2 separate regions of the Oryzias latipes genome follow, and region 1 is linked to region 2. Evidence: chromatin contacts called from public Hi-C data. All regions are on one chromosome and are shown on one strand. The core of a region is the stretch at or near the end of the contact, and the rest is flanking DNA. Distances in the headings are between cores, read along the strand shown.

Region 1 (2,958 bases), core at 414-2,913, 150 kb after region 2:
ATTCTACACTTCAAATATCTGTTTATGTATATTTTGCCTTAACATGACCGCAGTCAAACTAGGCACTGTGCATCAAAAGCTCAAATAGTGAAATACCAATTAAAATGGAAAAATAACTCAATAGTAAAATATAAAATAAACAGGGTTCTTCAGGATTAAAATGAACTCTAACCCTGAATGCACAGAAAGTCAGTGAAGGAAAGGAAGATAGCTGTGGTGCCCCCTCTTTCACGACTAGAACACAAGTAGCAGAACCAGTTGGAGAGCCGAGAGTTACCATAATCCAGCCGAGATGTGATGAGAGCATAGATTACTGTCTCCAAGGGCCATTCAAAAAATGAAGCTAGACTTTACGGTACTCTGATTTTAGTAGTTAACTAATTTTTTATTTTATCTGACTTTAATAAAAGATTTGCATGGATACTATAACTATTAAGAAAAAACACACAAAAGCAAAGATGTAAAGTACAGAAACCCAAACGTTAATTAGATGGAAATGAGACTTTGCCAGACGTTTATTTGTTTGCAGTCTGATAAACCATGGGGAAGGCTACATTACCTGCTTTAACATAGTATTGTAATTATTCTTTAAAACCATTGTATCCTGCAAGCCTCAAGCCCAGACCTCACCTTAGGATGACGCAATTCCAAGAAGCTTCTAGAATACTAAAAAAGAAATTTTAAAAAAGCAGAGTGAATGCTAATGCTGTGTTGTTCATTTTCCACCACTCAAACTTGAAATTAATTGCAAAATTAATTTCAAGTTGGAGTAAATTGTTAGGATGATAATTTGCTTCACATTATCTCTGAAGGCTCTTCAAGATTATTGTCAGTTTTCTCAATTGGCTACCTCCCACAAACACACCAGGCAGTTTGAGTGTGATCTGTATGCAGATCCACGAATGTGCGTCTTTAAAATGTATCCGTCATTCCCCTCCTTTTTTCTTACCCCTTGATTACTCACGCAGGGCCCCCTCTCAGCTTATCAAACGCCGTCACGTAGCTCCTAATTGCAATTCTGGAGCCGATCTTTGAGGTTTCACATTTTTGAACTGATGAAATATAAATGGGAGTCCTCACCCGTTTGCCATGTCTCGTCACAGAAATGCAAAGACGTCAACTTGAAATCAGAGCAAAAAACTTAACGTCCTTCTGTGGGTTGAAAATGTTCACGTGTAAAACTTTTTTACATTGTAGTTAAGGGATGAGCTTTCTGCTTGACAGGAGCAACAACAGCACAGCAGCTCATGGGAAAAGTGACTCATTCTGTTAGAAGAGATGAATACTAATTTATCAACTAACTGTCGGACTGTCTGCTTTGTTCAGGATCACTTTTTCTGCAGATCTGCGCATCTGTACTTAAAAACTTTGTTTTTGGTGTCACCCCAATGAACTTCTGACCTGCTCTGTCCTTTGCCTTCCACAGACAGCCTTCCTCATTTGTCTCCACACAGCTTGTTGATTTTAGTAGCCAGAACATGTTTGCTCTCTTGTCCACACTTTTCCCTCTTTTCAATTTATGTAAAGCTGGGATTAGTTGGACCTCTAGGAGCACTGTTTGTTTTTTTTTAGTTTTTTTTTTTAATTCAGCTGGAAAACAACAATCCTCTCTCATGCCAGAATACTGACTCACAGATGACAGCCAAGAGTGGCCTCCATTGTGTCAACCCAGCTTTGTGTATGGCCCCCGGGCACAGTGTGGTATTAAAGTACTAACTCTGTCTCACAAGGAAACCCCGCCAAGTTTACATTTTCAGCTCCCATTTATCAAAGCAGCTTCCCTGTCAGTCCGGAGTTTGGAAACAGTAAATTCTGCCAAGGACTTGAAAGGGAATCAGTTGGACTTTCATAACGTTCTCTATCTTTTGCAGAGAGCTTTAGATGAACGCTTTGATTGGATCAAACAAATCATTCAGACTCTGGTAAAACTGGTTTTCATGTTGCCAATCCCCGTCTGAATGAGTTTGTATCAAGGGATGGTCGTTTCTTTCTCTGTCTGAAAGTATGATCAAAGTCAGTCCCACATAAGAACTAATGTATTTGTGTCTGTATATGCAATGTTCATTTGACGATTGCTGGTAATGAACTCTCAGTCCTAAGCAGAAGCTTAAACTTTAAATCTCGTTCCAAGTCAATGAGAAGAAAAGCCCGTCAGAATGATCTAGCGTAGCACAGTGTCCAATCACCAAGAACGATGGCTTTTGTCACTGCGTCCCCCAATTTGGTGTCAACAGAAACTAAACAAATGTGCTTTAAAACATCTTCACACTACAGGCGATGGCACATTTCTGTAGGCAGAAGCGAGGAATAGATTTCCAAAACCCCTGACTAAACCAATAGCTGTCAGGATTTTCATTTAAATATTCAGTCCATATTTTATGTCATTATGTGGGTTTTTTTTTTCAAACAGCTCCTCTGCTTCAAACCAGCTGCTTTCATCATCATTTCCTTTTTTTGTTATACCTTTCAAATTAAATTACTTCATACTAAAACCTTTTTTGCATTAATACAAATTAATGCTTTAATTTAAATGTAACATAAGATCTTTAGAGCTTTATAAATCATCTTTTAAATATGTGCCAGTAACATGAATGGGTGGCACTTTGTTGAAGATTTTATTACAGTTTTCTGGAAATATATCACTCCCTGTATTAAAACTGTTAAGATGTATGCAGACAGAGGGTAAATAAGCCCCATGGGATGTGACAGCCTGGAAACAAGACGACCAAACAACACAGTGAGCAGAAAGAAATGTCATAAAAGTGTCTGAGATGCTTCTTGGTGTCTTTTTTTTCCCCGATACATGGGATGCTTTCCCAAATGTGCAGTAAGCTTGAGCTGCACTGATACTAGGCTGTCATTGTAAGTTATTCAAGTATTCACTCTGCCAATCAATTCTCAGTATTAGAGAGTTTTTTTTTTGTTTGTTTTGCATTTGCTGAATTTTTGCAAGTCAGT
Region 2 (2,700 bases), core at 65-2,564:
GACTTTGAAAGGCAACACATTTTCCTCATAAAACATAATTTCATTCATTTAGTATTTTAGGCTTCATCTTCAAATGTTCTGGCTTTAACGGATGAAGGAAGCTGTTCTATTCCAATCTTTCAGTGGGGGGGACATTAGTAAAGCAACGTATTCCCATCTAGCTCAAAAGAAAACAAAAATCTGAAAAATGGTCCCAAGCAAAACAAAGAAAAATGATGTCTATGATTTTGAACTGATATATGTAAAGCTACAATATTTACAATTAAAGTCAAATCTAAAAGATCAAAGTGGACAAAAATTTGTTTTGCCTTGGGCTGGTAAATGTTGGAATGATCATATAAAACTTTATCTTTATCCCACTAACATGGATAATGTAATTATTTATTGTAATTGTCCATATGTACAGTGAGATTAAAAGCAGTCACCATATCAGTTCAATAAAGACACCAATATGATAAAAAAATTGACTGTTATTTGCAAAAATATGTGCAAAATATAAAAATGTACATAAACCACGAAATAGAAGCTATAGAATGTATGCAATGACTTAGAAAAAGTCTTGACCACATTTTCTGAAAATATAAGTTTACATTTCATTTGGTTTGGTTTGGACATGTTCAGAGGAGGGATAGTGGATATATTGGTAGAAGGATGTTGGAGATGGAGCTGCCTGGCAGGAGGGCAAGAGGACGGCCAAAGAGGAGATACATGGATGTCTTGACAGAGGACATGAAGTTGGCTAATGTTAGGGTAGAAGATGTTCATGATAGAGTGAGGTGGAAAAGGATGATTCGCTGTGGCGACCCCTGATGGGAAAAGCCGAAAGAGAAAGAAGATAAGTTTACATTTCATTCTTAGTGAAAGAGAACAAAGTGAAATGAGAAAGGGCTTTAACACAAATTGCATCGATGTAATACCAGAAATAATCGCTAGTTGGCAGCATTGTCCTTGAAATCTGGACCAGATGTTTATGAAGTCTACACCCTTGAGTTTTCTGGCACTTTACTTGATTTAAGAACAAACCTCTAAATAAATATGACCTAAATATACATATATTTGGTAATTGAGAAATTATTTTAAATGTTTTTTAATTTTATTGTCCTCACTGACCAGTAAGTACGTTACGTATTGACAAAGAACAGGTATGACAAAAATTTGAATGGGAATCGTCCAGGCTGTTTTTTTCTTTCTTATGTATATGAAGAAGAAGGAGGGGGAGGAGAAAGAGGCAGGTACATAGCCGGTAAGCCACGCCCCCACGGCGCCTCCGTTTTTCAATGGAAACAGGTGGGATTCCCGACTCCTCCAATCACGCCCTCTTTCCGTACCGCGGGGGCGGGGGCGGGGAGTCCAGATCCGGAGGCAGAGCCGACAAACTTCCACATTCAGAACAGAAAAAGTCAGGAAAACACGGTCCGCGCGCGCGTGACGCCTGTCCAACGCGTGTGATCAGCGCGGCTTCGCGGAGCTTTTAGCGGGATAGCAGTTCGCCGGAGTACCTGGGAAGTTGGTAGCACCGCCGCTGAGGCGCAGTGGGAGCTTTTGCTGCGATGTGGAGCCAGTGAGTGGATGTACAGGATCGCTTACCACCCGGATTTTTTTGAATCAAATCGGCCTGGTTTGTACTCCCGAGTTCCCCTGGAAGATTGGATTAATAAAAGACACACACAGTTGGAGAATGCCTGCGAAGACCAAATACAACCTGGTGGATGATGGACACGACCTGAGGATCCCGCTGCACAACGAGGAAGCGTTCCAGCATGGAATCAACTTCGAGGCAAAGGTGAAAAATACAAACTCTTGAAACGGAACTCGTTCCATTCCAATGTCCGCCTTTCGACACGAACGTGTCTGGCACAGAAGTTTCGAGTAAAAAAAAAAAAAAAAACTCCAGAAAAAAATGAAAGAAAAGAAGTCCGAAACTTCTGCTAGCTTAGTTAGTTAGTAGCTGAAGTTGTTAGTTAGCTGGAGGTTAAAGCTGCATGGTTCAGGTGCAGTTTGAGTCAGGATAACTGGAAACATAATGTTTGAGGCATTAATGTGCTGTACCTGTCACGTTTCACCCCTTCCACCCGCAGTACATCGGCAGTCTGGATGTGACGCGGCCGAGCAGCCGGGTGGAGATCGTGGCTGCGATGAGACGAATCCGGGTGAGTGAAGACAAAAAGTTAACGCTCCAGAAAACTTTAGCTTTTGCTACAATCGACGCTCACTTCAGAAAAGTGCTGAAGTGTCTAAACAATATTAATGCATGCTTAATTCCTCCCATATATATTACAGGATTAAGGGGTAAATTTTTAGTGTTTCAGAAACACATTTTCTATCTTTTTCATCAATTCACTCTTTCCAACTGGGATTCAAATGCCAAAATAAGATTTAAAAAAAAAAGATCCTGAGTATACTTCAGATGGTGAGAACAACAAATATGATGCCTCAGCTGATTTTCCTTACAACTATAACTTTAGTTTCTTTATCTCATCATAGCAGATCAAGCACGTTCATATATGTGACCTCTGCTTCTTCTATTGGTTAATCATGACCTTATAGTATAACCCCTCACAAACAGTCATATTTATATTCTCTTCTACCAAATTGTCAAATGATTGTCTTTACATTTATATGGAAATCTGGCAACATGTTTCTCAGTCAAAGGATAACTCAGGTGTCAGTCTTCTAGAATCCAAAACTTCATTTGTAATC

What was found. A called contact is a pair of places that touch in the nucleus more often than the background predicts.
Region 1: a contact with region 2 is called in a Hi-C map of embryo, with 2.6 times the contacts expected there. The contact joins the enhancer-like site here to the promoter of LOC101163480 in region 2. A contact is called at or near these places in 2 of 5 Hi-C or Micro-C datasets (embryo and fibroblasts).

The regions. Positions count from the first base shown.
Region 1 is chr4:20,739,613-20,742,570 of ASM223467v1, forward strand. The region is part of intron 10 of LOC101163480 (carboxyl-terminal PDZ ligand of neuronal nitric oxide synthase protein); the gene reads left to right. Among protein-coding and RNA genes, the nearest start is that of LOC111947325, 52 kb to the right of the region's middle. Within about 2 kb of position 1,664, at least 3 of the 8 cell types and tissues checked have an H3K27ac peak or open chromatin away from gene starts, as enhancers often do. A contact at or near this core is called in embryo, where this site is marked.
Region 2 is chr4:20,588,018-20,590,717 of ASM223467v1, forward strand. It overlaps LOC101163480 (carboxyl-terminal PDZ ligand of neuronal nitric oxide synthase protein), which reads left to right and starts at 1,315. Exons shown (of 13, transcript XM_023954384.1): 1 at 1,315-1,783; 2 at 2,079-2,150. The coding sequence starts at 1,679.